Regions from separate parts of the Zea mays genome. Here region 2 is linked to region 1. A link is a contact called in public Hi-C data. All regions are on one chromosome and are shown on one strand. The core of a region is the stretch at or near the end of the contact, and the rest is flanking DNA. Distances in the headings are between cores, read along the strand shown. Region 1 holds the start of LOC103626584 (cyclin-T1-1). Region 2 holds the start of LOC100282706 (proteasome subunit alpha type 1).

Evidence for each region. A called contact is a pair of places that touch in the nucleus more often than the background predicts.
Region 2: a Hi-C map of ear shows a contact between it and region 1, with 4 times the contacts expected there. The contact joins the promoter of LOC100282706 here to the promoter of LOC103626584 in region 1. A contact is called at or near these places in 7 of 25 Hi-C or Micro-C datasets (bundle sheath, ear, leaf and 3 more).

Annotation. Positions count from the first base shown.
Region 1 is chr5:77,975,178-77,980,429 of Zm-B73-REFERENCE-NAM-5.0, forward strand. It overlaps LOC103626584 (cyclin-T1-1), which reads right to left and starts at 2,729. Exons shown (of 6, transcript XM_008646994.4): 1 at 2,243-2,729; 2 at 1,119-1,200. The coding sequence starts at 2,433.
Region 2 is chr5:78,291,739-78,296,990 of Zm-B73-REFERENCE-NAM-5.0, forward strand. LOC100282706 (proteasome subunit alpha type 1) reads left to right here and starts at 3,088. Exons shown (of 2, transcript NM_001155613.1): 1 at 3,088-3,601. The coding sequence starts at 3,251. It also overlaps the pseudogene LOC103628293 and the pseudogene LOC103628294.

The DNA.
Region 1 (5,252 bases), core at 1,479-3,978:
TCAATTGTAGCAAACATGTAAATAGATCACTCAATATTTTAGGGAAACAAAAAAATATGGAAACTAAGTTCAATACAATTTACTAACTACAAAGTAATTAGATGGTAGTGCAACAAGTTGCTAATACTTACTGAAACGAGTATTATTAGAAAGTGCTGCGCCCAGTTTGATAAGTTGCTCCAAAAGAATGACACCTTCGTCCACCATTGCAATCTAGGTTCTGGGTAGAGTGCTTGTGCTTTAACTAAAACTCACACCCAGACCCGATTACAAACTCATATTTCACATTTTTCCTTTTCCTTTTTTATTAAAAAAAAGAACCATTATGGCAGTCAGTGAGTCAGTTTATACCACCTGAGCGACCAGTACACCACTTCATGTGTACCCGAGTAAAGTACACACATGAGGACATATCTTGTGTGCTTTCCTTATGACACACTGCCCTCGACTAACCCCCAACAAAGGTACATAGTCAGGTAATGTTAGGGTCTGATAGCCGTAACGAAAAACATGTTCAAAGCATCTACAGAAGGAAAAAGAAGTAAGGGCTAGTTTGGAAACCCAATTTTCCCAAGGGAAATTAGTTCATTTTTCCTTGGAAAAATTGAAATCCCTTGGGAAAATAGTGTTACCAAACTAGTCCTTAAGTAGTTAATGTATCCGTGAAAATAAAGTGAAAAGGTCAGTTAGGGGCCATGCTGGAAAATAATAGGCAAGTACAGGATTGGTTCTACCCAATGAATGTGAAAGCCGTTGCAGCAAAGGTAGGGATTATTATATATTAAAAATTATTATATATATATAGTAAACTTCCTCCTTCGGTTGCTCCTGTCATTTAAGGACCCACTAATATATAATATACCAAACATATAGCTTAAGGATGAATGGTCATAATTCGTTATCGTTAGTGATAAATAACAGTTTGTCCCCTGAATTGGTGATTTCAGATAAGGCAAGTGATCTACATTCTCTTACCAATCATACTTCACACACACACACACAAAAGAAAATCGCCCCCTTTGTGTAGGATGCATATAAAACCTCATATGGATATTGGGTGATGCGACGAAGGCATCAGGCAAGTAAGTAGCCATGCATTACATTGCACATGTCATTACCTGCCACTCGTTCTTGGCATGAGACTGGCGGAGGTAGAAACGGTGGCAGAGCATGATCGCCGTGGCCATTGTAATCTGCGGCCTGCAACGGCAGAAAGGGGGGCCTCCATTGGTCAGCGAAACAACGACAGAGCAGAGCAGGATGCAATGCAATGCAATGAAGCCTTCGTTGGCATAATAATGGAGTATCTCATCTATAGATGTCTAAACGGGCCACCCGGCACGGACCCGGCCCGAACCCGTTTCGGCCCGGTACGAATAGTGCCGGGCCAGGCACGGCCCGTTGATGCTTCGGGCCGGGTCGGGCTGGCCCACGTGCCTAGAGACATGCCCAAACCCGGCACGCCCAGGGAAAAATCGTGTCGGGCCGGCCCGTTGACCCGGTGGGCCTCAACGGACCGGGCCGGGCCGGGCACTGGCCCGAACCAACAGTAGAGCGGTATATAAATACATATATTTAACAGAATTAATCATATATAATAACATATTATTTACATATATTAAGACAACAAAATATTTATGTATGCATTTTATATTTATGTATACATTTTATATATGTTTTGTCGCGTATTTAGTATTTACATATTATGAGAGAATTAAATGTATTTATATATTTAGTATTTACATAAATATGCGGGCCGTCTTCGGGCCGACTCATTTATCGGGTCGGGCCGGGCCAAAGCACGCGGGCCACCAAATCTGTCCATACCCGGCCCGCTAAACGGGTCGTGCCGGGCCGTGTTTGGACCGGGCTAAATTCGTGTCGTGCCACGGGCCAAACGGGCAGCCCGCACTGTTTGGACATCTATAATCTCATCTAAACTACCACACCACTACAAGTAGCAGATTGAAATCAACCAGAGACGAAACCGCGATCAACGGCAATACAATGAGGCTGTCGTTGGCATAATTATGGAGTATCTCATCTAAACTACCATACCACTACAAGTAGCAAATTGAAATCAACCAGAGACGAAACCGCGATCGAGGGCAATGCAATGAGGCTGTTGTTGGCATAATTATGGAGTATCTCATCTAAACCACCATAACACCACAAGTAGCAGATTGAAATCAACCAGAGACGAAACCGCGGGGGAGAGAGGAGAGCTCAATCGATCACTCACAGTCGGAGTCTGATGCACACGTCGCGGATGAAGGAGCAGTAGGTGGCCCGGAGCTCGGCCTCCTTGGCCGCGCTGACGCCGTCCCGCCGCGACGGCGAGCCGCTCTCGATCTCCTCCCGGCTCACGTACCACGACGGGCACCGCTCGCCGCAGCGCCCCTCCCCGTCCTCCTCTCCCCGCGCGGCGCCCATCGCGGACGATCGCCACCGCACCGCACAAACGGCGTGAAGAAAGACCGGAAGGCCAGACCTTGGCCTAGGGGAAAAGAGAATCGGAGTCTCGTCGAGGGTTGGCGGCGGGTGACGCACCGAAAGCTTGAGGGCCAAGCAAGAGGGGCTCGGCTCTCGGGGTCGGGGGTGTTGGTTGGCGGCAAGGGCAAGGCAACAGAGGGACGCGCCGAAGCGGAACCGGATGGGATGGGGCTCTCGTTCGTCGTCTCGTCCGGGTGGGCTAACGAACGGAACGTCTAGAGAGGCGGCGGGGCGGAGGAGACCTGACTTGGCGGCTGCGCCACGCGGAGAGAGAGTCGCGGACTCGCGGACGCGTAGCGTACGGCTCGGGATGCCGGTGCGGTTCGTTGGAGGTTCGCCTCCACAGCGGCACGTGCGTGTATACTGTCTATGGCGCGTGGGCCCAGCTTGGGGACGGACGGATACCACCCGATGCCATGTTGGATTGGATTTTTGGGGGGAACATATGCATCTGGTTGTTGCGGGCTTGCGGCAGGCACGCGTTTTAGTTGGCGGACCTCACGGAGGCAGCTCGACGTGCCAGGCGTCGCGATTTTTGCGGATACAGTTTAGCGGATAAGAGAAACTCCAAAATATTGTGTAAACCAATCCAAAACCGATATCAGTAAAGAATAGTGATTTTCTTGTTCCAACTGCTCTTCTATTCTTCAAAAAAAACTAGTCAAATGCCCGTGCTTCGCTACGGTTTTCTGAACAAAATAAATTGTCACGGTTCACGGATACAATTAGGATAAAGCACTGTATAATTAGTACAAACCAGAATGGATTAAAACTAAACAAATAGGTTATGATGTCTCCAAAAAGACCGGAGTCTTGACGTCCCGTCTTGTATGAGAAGTCATAATTACGCGCGTGTACCATGCATCATGGATTTGAACCAGGAAGCAATAACAAAATATTCACAAGTCTCGAGCAATATATAACCTAAGAGTTTATTGTGAAATATTTGTGCAGGTTCTGATAGCTCTAATCAGTACAGTCTCATTAGATTGTACAGTATAAATACATCAGCTGTACCACACTGATACACTGCAGCTAAGCCTTGCTCAACCTGGCTAGAAGACAGATTGCTTACATCTTACTAAAGGCATCGACCTAGGTGCCTATGATCAAACTGGAACTTCAACTAATCCTAACGGCAGGCCCTCCTCCTTCCCTGTACTCCCATGGAAATAATCAACAGTGCCCCTGACCAAGGACCGAATTTTCTTTTCTTCCTCTTGCAACAAAGAAACATCAATTTGGCACTGCTCTGCAAAATGCTTCAACTTGCGGTGAAACCCACTGTGTTCATCCAGACTTCTCATGCTCGTGTTAAGGAATTCTTTGGTTTTGACAATCTTGTGGCCAAGAGTTGTTGTCTTAAAAAAACCAATGTCCATGAATTCAAACAGGATTTTGGTATAGCTCTTCCTCAAAGTCGAACAGTAGCCAGGGCTAGGAGTCCGAGGCTTAAAGTGATGAATCGCAAAACATTTCTATTGCTTTCTAGAGCATAATGTATCCCTTGCTTTTCATCACAGAACAGTTAGAACACAACAACGTTGTGATGAGTGACAGACAAGGTGCACAACTACATGGACCAAAGATGCAAGCTTTACTGATAAATGAACTACTGAAAGGCTTCCACAATGTCTACAGGGCAAATGTACCAACATCAAGTTCATGTCCTACAGTTCCTCTGCCCAAAAGAGGGGGGCAAAAATGAACTCCCTAAAATTCTTTCCTGCACACAAATACAAGAGGAGCAGAGCATCCTATTTCAGAGCATATCAATGTCTGGAATTTGGTGTTGTATACATTAATATGAATCAAGTCATTTTGAAAGCTGCCCATAAATAGAGCCCAGAATCACATCTCCACCCTCCATTTTCATTCCTTCTTGACCCGGTTCCGTGCCGCCTAGGCTGAGCTCGACCGCTCAGCCTGGGAGAACATGATGAAGACGTGCATGACCCCGTCACAAGTGCCATCCCTACGGCAGTGAATGCCACTCCTCTCCATGTCGAGAGGAGCTGCGTCCACTTGAAGAACTCGATGGCACCAAACAACAGCAGGCACGACCAAAACAGGGTCACCTGCTCCATCAGTGGGAATAGAAAGTCAGTGGCTAGAGCCCAGAAGACATATCAATACATTTATAGGATGCACATTCGGCAAAAAAACGGATTCATTGAGCTACGAAATGGGAAACAGATTCAACCATAAGTACCAAGGAAGAGCTCCCAGCTGCAATGCAACAACTGCAGAGGTTTCAACACGGTGGTACTCCTAATAAATCCTAATAAGGCATATAGCACCGGCACAGTGACCTTTTCTGCGCTCTCATATAACCCCAAAAACATGACCACCACCCTCCCCCACAACTGACAATTGAGTATGTGACACAAATTAATATCCGGTCATTCTGATGTAAACCCATGACCTCTTCGGTTCACTTAAAACAGATGCCTTGCTTTGTATTTACTATTTAGCATTTTCAATCTCGGCAAAATGGCCAGTGAAGCTGGGGAATAGATAAATTTGTACTGTTTGATTGGTTCTGCAAGATCATGAGTTGAGAAAATCAAGATTCTACATGACATTTGCTTGCCTTTTGTAACCTGGGTCACTGGCACAACCCTGTTTTCTAACAAGCTTTACACAATACCATTCTGAGGGGACTTTAGACAGTCCAACACAGATACTATTCTTAGGGGGAGATTGTAATTAATTCCAAGGACTTGCAAAACTACCTAGATGAAATGACCTTGATCAGA
Region 2 (5,252 bases), core at 1,838-4,337, 320 kb after region 1:
GACAGGAGAGTAGGCACGGCCGGGGACAGCTCCTCCTTGCCCACCGCGGCGTGCACGGACCGTGCGTCCGTGCCCTCCGGCTCCGGCGCACCGCTCTGCTCATTCCATCTCCATCCACCGCGCCCCAAATTGCACGACCCTGCCTCCCCATTCGCACGGATTGAATCCCGAATCAGTGGCCATGAGCGTGGTCGGCTTCGACGTCGGCAACGACACCCTGGTGGCGGCGGCGGCACAGCAGCGGGGCATTGATATGCTCCTCAACGCCGAGTCCAAGCGCGAGTCACCCACCGCCGTCGCCTTCTCCCACAACACGCGCCTCATCGGCTACCACGTCGCGTCCGCCTCGTCCGCCCATGCCCCCTTCTCCAGCGTCAAACGCCTCCTCCTAGGCGCCGCGGGGAGGAACCCGGACTCCTCCCTCCTCCGCGACCTCCCCCGCCTCCCTTTCTCCGTTTCCCACGTCGCCGGTGGCGGCGCCGTCGTCCACGTTGACCGCATCGGCCACATCGCGCTCTCTCCGACCCATCTCTTCTCCATGCTGCTCGCCTACCTCAAGTAGCTCGCTGATGCCAACCTCGGCGGCACCCCCATCGCCGACTGCGTGATCTCCGTGCCCTGCTACTTCACTCAAGCGCAACGTCGCGCCTACCTCGACGCCGCCGCCATCGCGGGGCTCCGGCCGGCCACGTGGCTGCTGCTGCACGCGCTCTTCTACGCCACCTCCATGGCCGTCGGCTTTCGCTTCTCCCGCCTCATCGTCTTCCTCCTCTTCCTGCCCACCCCGCCCATCAACCCCGCCGCGCACCTCGTCTCGCTCGTGTCCTCACCCGATCCAATCCGCCACATCGTCTTCGTCGGCCGCCACCCGATCCACGTCCACGCCTGGCCCCACCCAAACCCTAGCGAGCTCCTCAAGGCGCACCGCATCCTCGCCGCCGTCCAGAACGCGTAGCACAGCACCAAGCGCCGCGGCGCAGGACCCGCGAGGCCCGTCATTGCCGTCACCCCGACCACCACCTCCGCGCTCCAGGTGTCGTCGCTCACGTCTTTGGCGCACACCCTCTGCCTCGTTGACGCTTGGCTCGTGTGGATCGTCGTCGAGCCGGGCCACCGCACAGACGTCGTCGCTGCGGTGCTCTCCCGCTCCAACCTCGACTTCCTACACATCATCGGTCCTGGCGACTCCACCGCGCCTGCGAATCCACGCCCTCAGGCGCGTACGCAAGCTCCAATCGCGAGATGGGAGGGATCTCATCTCACACACACCTCCCTCTCCACCGGCCCATCATCTCTCACTCCTTAATAATGCAACAAGGTGATTCGGACGAAGCGGATGGACGACATCGTGGTGTTTACCGACGAGAACCGCATCCTCCGCACCGAGCTGTTCGACGAAGCGCAGAAGGTGACCACCGTGTGCGCCGTGCCCGTCGGCATCCTGGGCAAGGATGACGGCGCCAGCGAGTCCTTCCTACAGGCGCCGTCGTGCGACGTGGAAGGGAACCTGGTGGGCTACCGCGTCTCGCAGGAGACCGCGACATACTGATGGCTAGCAGGCTGGAGTGGTCCGGCTTCGTGGTGAACGCGCGGGCACTGTGGGAGGACGCCAAGGAGCGGCCGGTGTGGGTGCGCAATCTCAGCGCCATCGACGACGCCGACCCCCGCGCCGCCAGGCCCCTCCCGCTCGTCACCGACGCAGGCCGCGTCGAGCCGCTCGCCAGCTGCGCCCAGGCGGCTCTCGTGTGGTCCTCGCTGCGTTCCGACAGTGAGGTCAAATTCGCACACGAGTATAATGGCAGCACGAGCTCATGTTCGAGGGAGGGAGGGGGCACCTCGCGAGCGGGGCGGTTGCGCGATGGCTTCGGGGCGCAATGGCTTCGGGGTTGGTGGGCAGGATCGAGGAGTGGGACTGTTGTGTGGGATCGGACGGTTTAGATCAGAGAAGGATAGAACGGACGGCTGAGATTGTCTAATGGCAGAACGCAAGGGAGGCAGGCTACTCTTGTGTTCTTAATAAGTAGTATAGATTGACTATCATTTACATGATAAATCATTTTTATGTTGATGCTAGTGTGTATGGGAAAACATGTTGGGTAGCTTAAACCAATATAATCATGGGTTTGAACAAAAATTCATATCTATTATAGGTATGAATTTTTTAGTGAACGCTTTATATATATATAGGTTTACACATTGTCATCTCTACTTCTACAGATGGCAATGGGTACCCGCGACTCGATATCCGATGGGTATTTACTCCATTAGGGTATATATGTGGGCTAAATATTCTACCCGTGGGTCTGTTATTGGGCAAAAATCTTCACCCAATGGGTAAACGGGTATTAGAACGTTCCACCTTCACCCATACCCGTTAACCCGTGGGTATAAAATACCCAATATAAACTTAGCCCAAGCATGAACTTGGACTTTAGTCATCCATCTTTTTTACTATTTAACAACCTTTTAGACCATACTGTCATAGAAGGCTTAACGACAATTTAATGACCATGTAATGGAACATGTAATGTGCTATGTAGTACTATCCTAGTGTTACTATTTTATCCAATTATCTTTGGTGTGTTGAATAGATGGTTAAATGATGTTAGAAAATTTTGTAATGATATTTATATGGATATACTTGATATTTGTATAGTATAATATTTTGATAGATGTTTAATTTTTGTGGGTACGGGTGACCCAATGGGTGACCCATACCCACATGGGTATAGGTATGGGGTAAATCCATACCCACCAGTGCATATAGGTGACCCAGTGAGGTTATTTTTATGTCGTGGGTATGAGTATGAGATAGTAATACCCGGTGGATAAGGAGCAATAACTTGGGTGAGAACTCCCGCTCCCGCACGGGTTTGCCCTTGTCCGCTCCTTCAGAACTACTGTTCGTTTTCTCGTGGGCCTTTGAGGTCCATACCACAATTACCACAATTATGCTCGATCAAATTCCAGCGGCTTAAACGGCCCATATAATTAAACATCATTTTTCCGAAGGAAAAGAAAAGAAGCCCGTCTCCCAGCCGCAAAGTCCTTTCTTCCTCCAACTGCCACGCGGGGCCCACCCTTTTCATTTTTCTTCCCCATCTTGGAGAAGAAGAAGGCCCGACGCTCTCACCGCTGCCACCAAAATCGCACGCGAGCCCCAAGAGATCCCCAAACCCTACACCTGCCCGCCGGCGCACTCGGGGACCGTCGAATCGAGCAGGTTGACGGAGGAGAGGGAGCCTCGAAGATGTTCCGGAACCAGTACGACACCGACGTGACGACATGGAGCCCCCAGGGGCGGCTGTTCCAGGTGGAGTACGCCATGGAGGCCGTCAAGCAGGGCTCCGCCTGCGTCGGGCTCCGGTCGAGCACCCACGCCGTCCTAGCCGCCGTCAACAAGCCCGCCTCCGAGCTCTCCTCCTACCAGCGGAAGGTGTTCCGCGTCGCTGACCACGCCGGGGTCGCTCTCGCCGGCCTCACCGCCGACGGCCGCGTTCTCTCGCGTTTCCTCCGCAACGAGTGCATCAACCACTCCTTCGTCTACGAGGCGCCGCTCCCCGTCTCCAGGCTCGCGCTCAAGCTCGCCGACAAGGCGCAGGTCCGTACGTCTCCATGCGCATCCCAGACTCCCCTCCCTCCCGTGATCCCGATCTCATCTCTTACGAGCCCGCGGGGAGACCGGAAGAGTGAACCTTAGGATTTGCATGGTTTGAGTCGCTGTACGAGTCGGGATCTGTGCTTCAGTGAGGTGATTGTTTCTCCGATCTGTGATTAAAGTTATGGCGTTAGGGTGTTCTGCGGATGCGATTTATTAGAACTTTATGGCAATACAGTTTTCCTACTGGCTTGTTCTTGGTCCTCACTGTTCTCAGCCCTCCAAAAGTCTCAAGTCTGAACTTCTCTCTCCTAATCTTCACATGATGTACTTAACATTTTATATGTTAGAAAAGCTTATGTGTTTAGAATTTCAGGTTGAGATGTTTACATCTAACCGCAGACACCAACCATGTGTGGTAGTATTAGGCTTTGCAAATGTTGTTGAGTTTGCTATTTTGGTGTTACAGCTACTTGTGGAACACTGACACTAAGTTGAACTTAGAGAAACTTGGTAGGTTTTTAATTGATGGACAATTGAACATGATACCTCGGTTACACCTTCTTTTCTCCCTTAGTTAAATCATATCAGAAATTCAGCAAAGTTGATTCGGATATAGCACATAAACTAGCTAATTTATATGTCGTGCAAGTGCAACAAACTGGCGAAAATATAGCTCAACCAAGAAAAGCACAAAAGAAGCTAAATACTAGTTACAATTACTGGAAGATGATTCAAGGATTAAGAATCATGGTTTTGACAGTGAATTGATAATTTGTTATATTTGGTTTACCTGAATCAAGCAGGAGCTGTTCCTCAATTTCTTCTTGTTATTCTTCCATTGTTACTCTTTAATGCTTGGAAGAAGTTTACGTTTGTCTAGGATCTGTTATGGTTTTCTATCTAATCCCTTTTTGTCAAATTGTATGTGTATTTTCAAAAATAGGTTTTACTTTGTTATATATGTGTGTGATAATGGCATTGACGTGTTGCCTTTGTAGAGACGAATCCAATTGCACCAGTAGCTATTTATGTGCATGCTGTCTGTTATCTTTTACTTGTTCTTGATTTTCCTTGCCATCCTTTTGCATTTATCCACAAATTACAAACTACACTGAATTTGCTTGTGTTTCCTGTTTAGATGTAATTGCACTTTAAGTCATTTGCCATATCATTGAACTTTGTTATAACGAGTGAATTTCTGCCATGTGCTGTTTATATTTTTCTTGTATATAATAGATGCAGTTCATTCATAGCTTATAAACAGTCTCTTGGACGTGTTTAACTATGTTGCCCTGTTAATGAATAAAGACCAGAGCCTTGTAAGCTGTGAATGCTTTCTATGTTTCGATGAGCCCATGACCTGGAAATATCAGCAGCTAGCAAAATCTTTCTGATGTTTCTTTCGAAGTAATACTGTTTTTTTATGATTTATAATTTCACTCCCTTAAGCTTAAATAAAGCTGCTACATGAGAGATAGTATTGACTTGGAGTTGGGTGCTTCCATACTGGTATACATTTGGATCTTAGGGTTAGGGTAGCGGCTGGGCATTTGGAATATCCTAATGAAACTAGCTTTCTAAGGACGACTAGGTTGTACCGCCATGAAAATCTGACCTCAAAGGAGAGCTGAATTGGGTTAGGCTATCTCCA